2 separate regions of the Callithrix jacchus genome follow, and region 2 is linked to region 1. The links are chromatin contacts, called in public Hi-C maps. All regions are on one chromosome and are shown on one strand. Each heading gives the region's core, a stretch centred on a gene start, on an enhancer-like site or on the middle of the called end of the contact. The rest is flanking DNA. Distances are from core to core; before and after follow the strand shown.

Region 1 (4,921 bases), core at 1,675-4,174:
TATGTCCAGCAATGGGGGAGGAGCCAGATGAAGTCAATAGAAAACTAATTTTCTTTTCTGCTGGAAGAAATGAGGTGTGTGGCCGCTGGGTAATTGCAGATAACGAGGGGACTTATTCTTAATATGCACAGAGGCCATGGTCCCTAGGGTGCAGGAGACAGGAAGGATTGGAGGTACCCTGACAGGGCCAGACTTATTTGGGAAGAAAATCACCCTATCATAGTCCCTCTATTGGCACCATCACAGCCCATGGTTCCCATCCTAACCCCTCCCTCTCTGAGGCCCTTTCCTGTCCCATTCCCCTTCCTGTCAACTGCCTAGCACAGCCCCTCCCTCCTCCACCCTCTACCCCCACTGCACAGGCACACACACTAAGAGAGACAAATGATGGGGCCTCAGCTGAGCGGGGCGCGTGTCCGGCCCATAAACCACGGGGATGGGTCACGTCTGGAGTTGCCATGGCCGCCACTACCCACCCATCTGTCTTCCCACTGTTCTGCCTCAGACCAGCCCTTATGGCTTCCAGAGTCCCTGGGGGAAGGTGTCATCTCTCCATGCCCACATCCACTTCAGGTACATCCACGCTGAGCTTTGTAAGACAGGACCGTCTGACTTGCCTGCTCAAAGCAGGCTTTGCAGAGCTAGGATCTGGCTAGTGATAAAAGGCCTGGGCTGACCCTCCCACTGCCCTTTGCTAGTGCTGGAGGGTCCCCCTTCCTAGGCTAAGGTCCTGGCAAGGGTGGGCCTTGACATGCAGAGGTTTCCTGACCCCACCTTGACCTTACTACCCCCCATGCTTGATTATGACATTGATGTACAATATTTCTACAATCACGGCATCGATCCTATGAAGGTTGGTGGTGATGGAGGCCCTGGTTATGGCCCAGCAGCAGCATCTAAAGGAGGTGGAGAAGAGGCAGGTGAGGGGATGAGTTGGCTGCTGTAGGCGGCTGAACTGAAAAACTCGGGCACTCAGGCTCTTTCTCCTAGGCTTCCTCTAGGGGAATAAGCTCTGGGCAGGTACACCTCCTGCAGGTGGTGGTGGTGGTGGTGGAACAAATCCTGGCCCATGTCCATGATACTGAGGGCCCAGAGGCCTGATCCTGCAGCCTCCAGGGTTCTAGGACAACTGAAAGCATCCAATACTGGAGAAACTGCTTGTGAGAGTCTGACACATGCAGACATATTCCACATGAGGTATGGGGAGAAACAGGGCCCAAAAAAGTGACCAGCACCCACTTTGAGCCTACTGGGACAAAGGGACTTTTGCTGATGTATACAGCAGTGTCTGCTATGAGGAGGACTACAAATCTGGACCCTCCCCATCCTGTCAGGGCTGCACAGGAACAGGTGCCCAGGCAAGCCCAGGACACAGGGCAGGTGTGTTTCCCAGGGCCCTGGCCCAGCAGTGCCGAGCCTTGTGCCTTGTCACCAGTGATTACGGCCTGGGTCACATCTCCCACACACACGAAAGTACCGGCAAAGTCACCCTGGCCGTGGGTGTGATGAATGGCCGCGCAGTAATGAAATGGAGACATCAAGGCGGGTGGCGGGAAGACGGAGTGTGGCGGATGGGCCGTCCCCACGCGGCGGCAACAAGAAGGATCGCCCGGCGGCCGGGGGCCGTCAAGGGAGAAATTACACATTTACTCTGCCTTTTTCTTACTGCGACGGCGCCCATACATCACCACTGGGGCCAGGGCGGGACATGCCGGCCAATTTCCAGCATGAATTATGAAACTGAGAAGCATCGAGACCAGGCTTCCTGATGGCCCAGCATCACCCAGCGCAACCCGAAGCTAGGGATGCTGCCACCAGGGGATGGGACCACCCTCTCTAGAGCCTGTGGCTCCTTAATCTGACCCTGCTTCCCACCCCCACCCTTATAAGAGCACCTGTGGGCATGAAGGGGAAGGATCTGGGGCTGATCTAAATGTTTTCTCTCCTTTTTAGACGACTGCAAGAACATTGCCAACATCATGAAGACACTCGCCTACCGAGGCTTCATCTTCAAGCAGACATCGAAACCGTTCTGATCGGCCAAGGACAGGATGGGGCAGGACAGGGTAGCTGTTTGGCCCAGCCCAGAATCATCCACTCCCTCACCAGAGGGGAAGAGGGAGAGTGGCATAGCTCTGCATCCAGAGTGTCCCCCAGCTGCCCTGTGGGCTTGTGCCCTTGGCAAGGGCTTGGCCACTTGGCCCTTCTGGAGCAGACACTTTGTGACCCCCATCCCCACCCCTCGATCTCAGCCCAGTATCAGCCCCTCCCATTGTGGGCCTGGGCTAGGGGGACCCAGGCACTCACCGCCTCCTCCCTGGTACACAGGCTTCTGTGGGGCCACCAAGCCCCCCTGTGCCCCCTCCCATCCATAGTGCATGGTGTGTGGTGCCCCCAGGGCTCCAGGACAGATCAGGCCCCACCTTGTGTCTACCCCCATCCCCGCTGTGAACGTGCCACTGAATAAAGTCGGGGAAACGAGGCACTGGGGGTGTGTGCAAAACCATGTGTGTGTGAGAGGCTGCTGCTGCACTAAAGCTCTCAGGACGTGAAGGTAGGTAGAGCACGCTCCAGACTGCCTCTGTGCACAAGGCCGTCCATGTGTGACTGGCCATCACTGCAGCACCTGTAACACTCTCACTCAATATGTACACATCTTTGGAAGTGTGGGGACTGTCAGCACAGGCTGCATGCAAAGTCATCTTGAGTGTAAACCACAGGTGCTCTGAGGTACAGGAGTTTGGGTAAAACTGGTTGTGGTTAGTGGCCAGAGGGCTAAGGACCTCAACACAGGCAAACCTACCTGCCACCCCATGGAGTGGCTGTGACAATCCCCTCCTGGCCCAACCCTCCCACTAGGAGCATCAGAAGTGGTAGAAAGGAAAAGGAAGCAGTCTGGTCCAACTCAGCAACTCTATTTACGTAACAGTGTCGCCCACACCCCGTGGGGCCTCTCACGGCTTCTTGGCTTTCTTCACAGAAGATGAGCTGGAGGCTGACTCCCGTCGCTTTCTCTGAGGACACAGAAGGCGTTGAGGTCAGTGAACATCCAAGGACTGAGTCAGGCTTGGTGCATGTGTTTCACACGCTCAGTGACAAGGACGCCCACTGGTCAACCACTCCTACCCTGGGTCTCAGACCCGCACAGAAGGGATGATACCTGCTGCGGCACTAAAGGGAGAGGAGCCCCTACATCATGTGCATGCCTCCCAGCCTGTCCAGGCTCTTACCGAATTGGGCGTGAGGGGTGCGCCCACCACATCGATGATGGTGTCCTTGGGGTCAGGGCCAAGTCCGGGTTCAGTCACTGCTGGCTCAGCAGAGGCCGGGCCTGGGCCTGATGCTGGTGTGGCAGGGCCCCCCAGCACACCAGCCCGGGCCAGTGCCTCGTGACGGTGCCGCAGCATCTGCAGCTCATACTCGCAGTTGGCACAGGCCTGCTTGAGCTCGTAGAGCAGCACCAGGTCACTTCGCAGCTCGTTGAACATGTGCACCAGCTCCTCCGTAGGTGTCGGGCTCAGCTCTGCAGGCAGGCAGTGGGCAGCACAGGGGCAGAGCCCAGGTGTGGTAGAGGGTCAGCAACAGGAACTGTCCTCCCCCTGCCCAGCCTGTATCCATAGCCTCGGGTGGGTACACCCTATAGGGCCCAGTCCCCATACTCACCCACACCAAGCTCCAGCAGCATCTGTTCCAGGGCCTTGATTTTCTTCTGTCCCACAGAGCTTGGCAGCTTCATCTGCAATGAAACCAGGCAAGCTAAGCCTCTCCCAGCCATAAGACGCTTAGGATGAAGGGGACAAAAGGCAGTGGGAAAGAGGGGTGGAAAAGACGGTAACACAGAGGTTAACTATGAGCCAGAAAAGGAAATAGCCAGGAAGATGAATATAGTGAAACTGTGACCTTAGTCTGGCCACATCCCTTAGATTCTGGAGAGGCCACCTCTGTAGCAATCTCTTATGGCTCTAGCTCCACTTGCCTGCCCTGTGGAGCTGAGAGCAGAGAACCCAGGCCCAAACATGCTAAATGAGAGAACTCACGTACCCGCTGGCTCCGCAGCGTGACACCTGCAGACTTGAAGTCTGGAAACTTGATGCCTGCAGTCTCAGGAACAGCCTGGGGGAGAAGGCATTATGGAGACCAAGGTGTCGTAGGGAGAGGGCCCACCACCCCATCAGCACTGAGTGCTCTCAGAACCCTCCAGTCGGGTGTGGGGCCTTGTGCCAGGTGACCCTTCCACCCTGAGCTGGGCTGGCTGAGCCTGCGCACCGGCTTCTCAGCCTCCTTTTTCTGCGGTAGCTTCTTCTTAGGGGCCTTGCGTTCCGTGCGCCGCTGCTCTGCAGTGGTATCTGCCGCTGTGATCAGCTTCTGCAGGTCCTGGCTGCGTTTCTCCCGCTCCTTCTTCCGGGCCTCGATCTTGCGCAGCTCCTGCAGCAGGTACTCCTCCTCTGCCACCTGGGAAAGTGAGGGATGCAAAGTGTGTGAGGGCACTTCCAGGAGAGAGGGTAGACACGGAGGTGATGGGGTGCTGGGCTGTCTGTGAGGGAATCTGAGAAGTAAGGGATCATGAGGGAGGTGAAGGGCTATGAAATCAGGGGGGATGAGGTACCTCAGTGAGAGGTAGGAATGGGCTCGGGGCAGATAATAGGGTATCGGTGGGAGGCACAGGGACCTGCGAGTGGGAGGTGAGAGCTGCGGAGGATAGAGGGAATGGGCAAGGAGTTTGGGGCATGAAGCACAGGTATGTGGCCTTGGGCTAACCTGCTCTGGGGTCCGGTTGTATAGCCGCTCGAGCTGTTCCTTCCGTCGTCGTTCATGCCCAGCATCAAATACTGGTATCTTAAGGTCTGTGCCTGGCACAGCCCGCACATTGGCAAGCTTAGCACAGATGTGGTAGTACCGTTCCTTCAAGTCTTCCACAGAA
Region 2 (4,921 bases), core at 872-3,371, 73 kb before region 1:
TCTGGGCCCTATAAGTACTGTGCTGGGGACTATAGGGACTGCCAAGTGATCAGGACAGAAAGACCAGCACACACATACCTAATTATAGGGTAAGTAAGGTAGTGTATGAAAACACTACAGTGAAGGCACAAAACAAATTCTGTGAGAACCCAGAGGAGCCCTGTAGAGAGATGGAATGGTAATATATATTTTTTTATAACTCTAAACTCTCTTTTCTTTTGAACAGAATTTTAAAGCCCAGCATTAATCTGGTTGGAGCTGGGGAGAAGCCCTGCACAGTCTTCCTCTCCCATTCTTCCTTCTCTTCCCCCGGTCCATTAAGTAGCCTAATGTTCCTCCTTAAAAGCCTAGGACTCCATGGAGCACACTTTAAAAATCACTAGCCTATTCTAATGCCCATGCAGAAGTCTGACTCTGTATAGGACAAGTGCTTACACCTCTTGAAGGAGTCAGAAGAGCTGGAATCAGGGCAGAGGAGACCAGCTAGAGGGTTAAGGGCACAGCTGTGTCTTGAGCACCCATATGAAAGCAGAGGTCAGACTGCATCCCAGATCCTGAACACCAGGAGGATGCGTCTCTGCAGAACCTCCAGAGGGCATCATAGGCCACACAACAGCAGCTCAGGCATAGGGTCAAGATGGCTACAGGGGAAGATGGTAGTAGTATGAGCAAGGTATCTTGGAGACAGCTCAGCCCACCAAGGAGCTCCTGGTTTCCCTGGCCAAAAAAGAGAATAGCTCAGTAGCTGAGGCACTGACCAAGGTGCCCTGGAAACCTCCCATCACTTGCTCAGCCTCCTCTCTATACCCACTCCCTACTGGGGCTTCTGCCATTCCATCTGGGAAAGAGAGCTCTGGCTGGGCCCTGGTGGCAGCTCCAGCTCTTCCTACAGTGACAACAGGTGGGGCACTGTGCCTTTCACTGATGAGTTGCCATGGGAAGGACAGTGGAGAGGCACTTGTCTTTATTGCTTCCCTAGAGAGGGGCTGGGGAGATACAAGTTAGAGAGTTTTAAGGACTATTTGTGGCACTGGGGAGGTGCTTGTCATGTGGTTCTACAGGGCGTGTGTGGCACTTGTATGCTTCATGTGGGCTCCATAGAGGAGAAATGAGAGATAGTTGGCAGGTGGGCTAATGAGAGATAGTAGGCATGGAGCAGGGAGGTGCTATGTGCATACAGAGTGTCTTTTGGAGGCTTTGAGCAACTTGGGCACTAGGGATTTGAAGTTGGTTTTCCTTGGGAACACCAGCAGCCTGCCCCACAGGGGCATCCCTCTGTACTGCCTGTGTTCTGGTTTCTGTTGGGACCTCTCCAGAGTAGCATGTCTGGGAACACTTCCAGCTGTGCTGCCAGACCCAGACGCAGGTGACGGCCTTTCGTCTGTACTATAGGGAAACCAAGAGGAAATTAAATGTCATTTGCCCCCTGCACAGCAGGTTGCTGCCAGATCAGACACTGCTGCTTAGAGCTGTGCAGAGGGCACCCGAGGGAGGGCTTATGCCTGCAGCCTGTCCTGTGAGCTGTGGAGACCCCCAGGTGATGGCCTGGCTCATTCCCAGGGCTTTCTCTGCCTGGCTGGGTTCACCCTGGCCTGGAGCCCAGCCCAGTGCTACATGGCAGCTGTGGCCCATGCCAGGCCAGAGGTGTGTGTGTACCAGTGGGGGAAATGGAGGGGAAGGACAGAGCCTGGCAGTAGAGGACACACAGGAGACAGTGAGGTGATCAGCCCTTCCTCAAAGAAGCTGTGTGACATTGTGGAAAGAACAAGGCCTTTAGAATGAAGAGACCTGGTTTCAATTCCTGGCTTTACTGCTTTCTAGTTGCAGGGTCTTGCAAAACTTCCCATTCTCAACCTTCATTCCTTTATCTGTAAAATAATAAGCAGCTCTGGCTCCTGACATCTGTGGGGAAAATGTAGCTTCCTGTTAGGACTGCTGCCAGAGTTTCCCACCCCACCTCGCCTGGGTCTGGAAGTGTGGCCTGTAACCCCTTGCCGTGGGGCCTCACTGTGAGGTGAGTGAGGTGAAGTTGGTTGAGGTGAGGCGGTAAGTCTGGTCTGGCAGGCACCGCTGGTCATCTCTCCCTGCCTCAGGCCTTTCCTTCTTATCCTAGGCCTCTCAACAAGGCATCCCAAGGCCTTGATGAGATGAGTAAGGGTAATGGTGGCAAGACGAAGCCGGAGGCTTGCCAAGGTCATCCAGCACCACATGGGGCTCAGCTGGCTCCCTCCAGTCTCATGCTTGCACTCCCCTCCCTTTCTGAGAGGACAGCAGGGCTTGCCCCACCCCTTTTCTGCCCTTGAAGTCCTGGTGGTAGACCATAGTTCTCAGCTCCGCAATGACATTTATTAACAGGGCTTTGGGAAAATGTGTTTTAATACTGCCGGAGTTCTCCCTAGAAAACCCCCCAGCCCCCAGCTCACCCTCATCTGAAGCATGGCTGCTGGTGGTGAAATTCATTAGTGTTCCCTGACAGGCAGTGGCGACAGAGGCGCTCGCTGTCTGCTTCCCGCTCCCTCGCTCTCGTGCTCCTGCTTCATGCACACTGATATTTAAAGCTGATGGGATGCTTATAGACTTCTTGTACCATGACAAGTTTGGGGAGGGCGTTGAGGAGGAAGAGACAGACAAGGAGCCAGCTGTCATGCTGGTATTTCAAACAGTACTCTCGCCTGACCCTTTGCAGGCTCCATCAAGTGTATCATCTTTCTGAAGCCTGTGGTTGGAATTGTAACCTGCAGCCATCCCAGAGGATGGGGCAAGTGTGGGGACAAAGTGAGCTGATAAGTCAGCAGTGCATTTCCCCCGGGGCTGTGGGCAGGCAGAGAAGAATGGAGGGACCGCATGTGCGCACGTTCGCACACTTGCTTGAGCCCGGAAAATTGCAGCTGAGTCTCTGAGTGCCCTCGAAATTGCCCTCCTACCAGCAGAAGTGACATGGTCCTTTCTCAGTAGTCGCTCCTAGAGTGACCATTCTGTGTCTGCTATGATTATCTTCTGGATGGGCCTGGAAGCTTTCTGATGATAGAAATCCTGTTCCATTAGCCTCTGTCTGAAGGTCCTGGGTCTCAGTAATACTCCTAAATATAAAGTGGTTGGTAGTGGCAGAAAGCTCTCTCATTTTGTGTCTAGCCTGGGGTCTTAGCTTTCGTTCCTTGGTATTTGTGTGCTGATTCTTTGGATTTGGAGAATGAGTCCCAAGGTGCTTTCTCTATTCATAACTCCTCCCCTCAGCCCAAGCTTCTTGGAATTCATTTTACAGCTATGAAGTGGTTCTGGAACTTTCCATTTTTCTGTCATCCCCAGCAAGCCTTCTCCAGTATCCCCTTTCCTGACCAAGGCACTGCCTTTTTCAATGCAGTTGGCCTGGAAGCATCTCCAAAGGCCATTGCAGGTTTGGTTTCAGTTGATCTCCTTATAGCCAGAATCCTTTCCATGAGGCCTTATTTGTAAAGCATGTTTCCCTTGGTTGGCTCCTTTAACCCTCACAGAGCAGGGCATGGAGGTGAAGTCACTTACCCCAGGACACATGGTCACTTGACCAAGTTACCTTAGTGTAGTGGAGCTGTGATACTGGACAGGGCCCCACCATCAGGGGGCTTTGATGCGAAGAATGAGTCCCAGGGTGCCTCCTCCATTCATGACTCCGGGTCCTGCAGTAGGGGAGGTCAATGAGGAAAAGGCCCAGCTCCTCTCCTCCCTGTTCTTTTGCCTTGCCAGTGCCGTCAGTGCTACCATTGGCATCCTCAGTTTCAGGCTCAGCAATGGGGGACTGTTTGTCTGAGAGGTTATGCGTGAAACAACCTGGACATGCGTGAAACAACCTGGACATCTTCTGTTAGAGGTGGAGCCAGGATGCCTTTTTTCTGTATTGGCTGAAGTGTATTCTTGAACTGTCAAGAACCACCTTTGATGTGATCTGCTCCTATAGTATCCCCAGCTCTCTCCAGCACTCTGTCCTATAGGCTTCTAGCAGGGGTTTCTGGCTTGGGGCTGATGTCTGTGGGCAGTGCTTTTCTCTTCCTGTTCTTTCTGATTCCTACCCCAGCTATAGGTACTGAGTGCTAGGCCTGCCTGGGGCGGGCCCATGCTGTGTCTTCTGACATGGTGCATCTCGCAGGTGAGATAGATACTAACCAGCTTTGATAAGTAGGAGGCTCAAGCATTAATTTTTTATACATCAGCAGTGGCCAAGTGAGTGAATTCAATTATGAGTCTGCCTTCTCTCTACCCTCCTCCCCTCAATGTGGTAGTTCAGAGCTGAGACTAAGGAACCTGTTGAAATGAGAAACCCCTATTTCCTAGCTTGACCCCCTCACTAATTCGGGTTAAATTGCTATGCTATTGCAGTGGTGACACATTGTGTCTGCCTCTGTTTGTATAAGAGGATGCAGTTGGGGAGGAAGGACCAATTTGTGCAGAGATAAAAGGTGTCACGGGCAGATAACTAACGTCCCAGCCTTGTGCCTGCTCTCATTGTTGCTCAATTTGCTCCGTGTGTAAGCTCAGCCTTCCCCTCTTTCTTCCTTCCCTCCCCTTGGTCATATTTTACCTCGATGCCACAGTGTAATGATGCCCTGCGTAGTGGGGGAGGAGATAGGCACCTCTGGCTGACAGCCCTTCCTGATAACCAAATTCCAGCCCATCCATCACTAGCTACTCTCCTCAACTTGAGGAAAAGTGATCGTGAAAGGCGGGCCGTTTATCACCCAGGGTCTGTTTATCTCCTCTGGGTGGGGGAATGGAAACAGGAGAGACAAAGAGCTGTGTCCCCAGCTAAGTGCTGCCTCAGCTGGAGTAGCCTGAACGTGCTGGATGCAGACTCACATCGTGCCGCCTGTGAAGGCTCTGACTAGATAGGACTCCCAGAATGGGATCCAGTGGGAATGGGCCCTTTCCTGAGGCTCAAGACTTGGAGGAA

The links. A called contact is a pair of places that touch in the nucleus more often than the background predicts.
Region 2: a Hi-C map of induced pluripotent stem cells shows a contact between it and region 1, with 2.7 times the contacts expected there. The contact joins two enhancer-like sites. A contact is called at or near these places in 2 of 3 Hi-C or Micro-C datasets (induced pluripotent stem cells and skeletal muscle).

The regions. Positions count from the first base shown.
Region 1 is chr7:80,919,459-80,924,379 of calJac240_pri, reverse strand. It overlaps DMAP1 (DNA methyltransferase 1 associated protein 1), which reads right to left. Exons shown (of 11, transcript XM_009001066.5): 6 at 4,759-4,921; 7 at 4,267-4,452; 8 at 4,042-4,113; 9 at 3,664-3,736; 10 at 3,231-3,523; 11 at 2,895-3,014. The coding sequence ends at 2,955. It overlaps ERI3 (ERI1 exoribonuclease family member 3), which reads left to right. Exons shown (of 10, transcript XR_013519991.1): 10 at 1,954-2,482. Among named protein-coding and RNA genes, the nearest start is that of DMAP1, 9.5 kb to the right of the region's middle. Within about 2 kb of position 2,924, at least 5 of the 16 cell types and tissues checked have an H3K27ac peak or open chromatin away from gene starts, as enhancers often do.
Region 2 is chr7:80,991,456-80,996,376 of calJac240_pri, reverse strand. The region is part of intron 6 of ERI3 (ERI1 exoribonuclease family member 3); the gene reads left to right. Among named protein-coding and RNA genes, the nearest start is that of ERI3, 63 kb to the left of the region's middle. Within about 2 kb of position 2,121, at least 4 of the 16 cell types and tissues checked have an H3K27ac peak or open chromatin away from gene starts, as enhancers often do.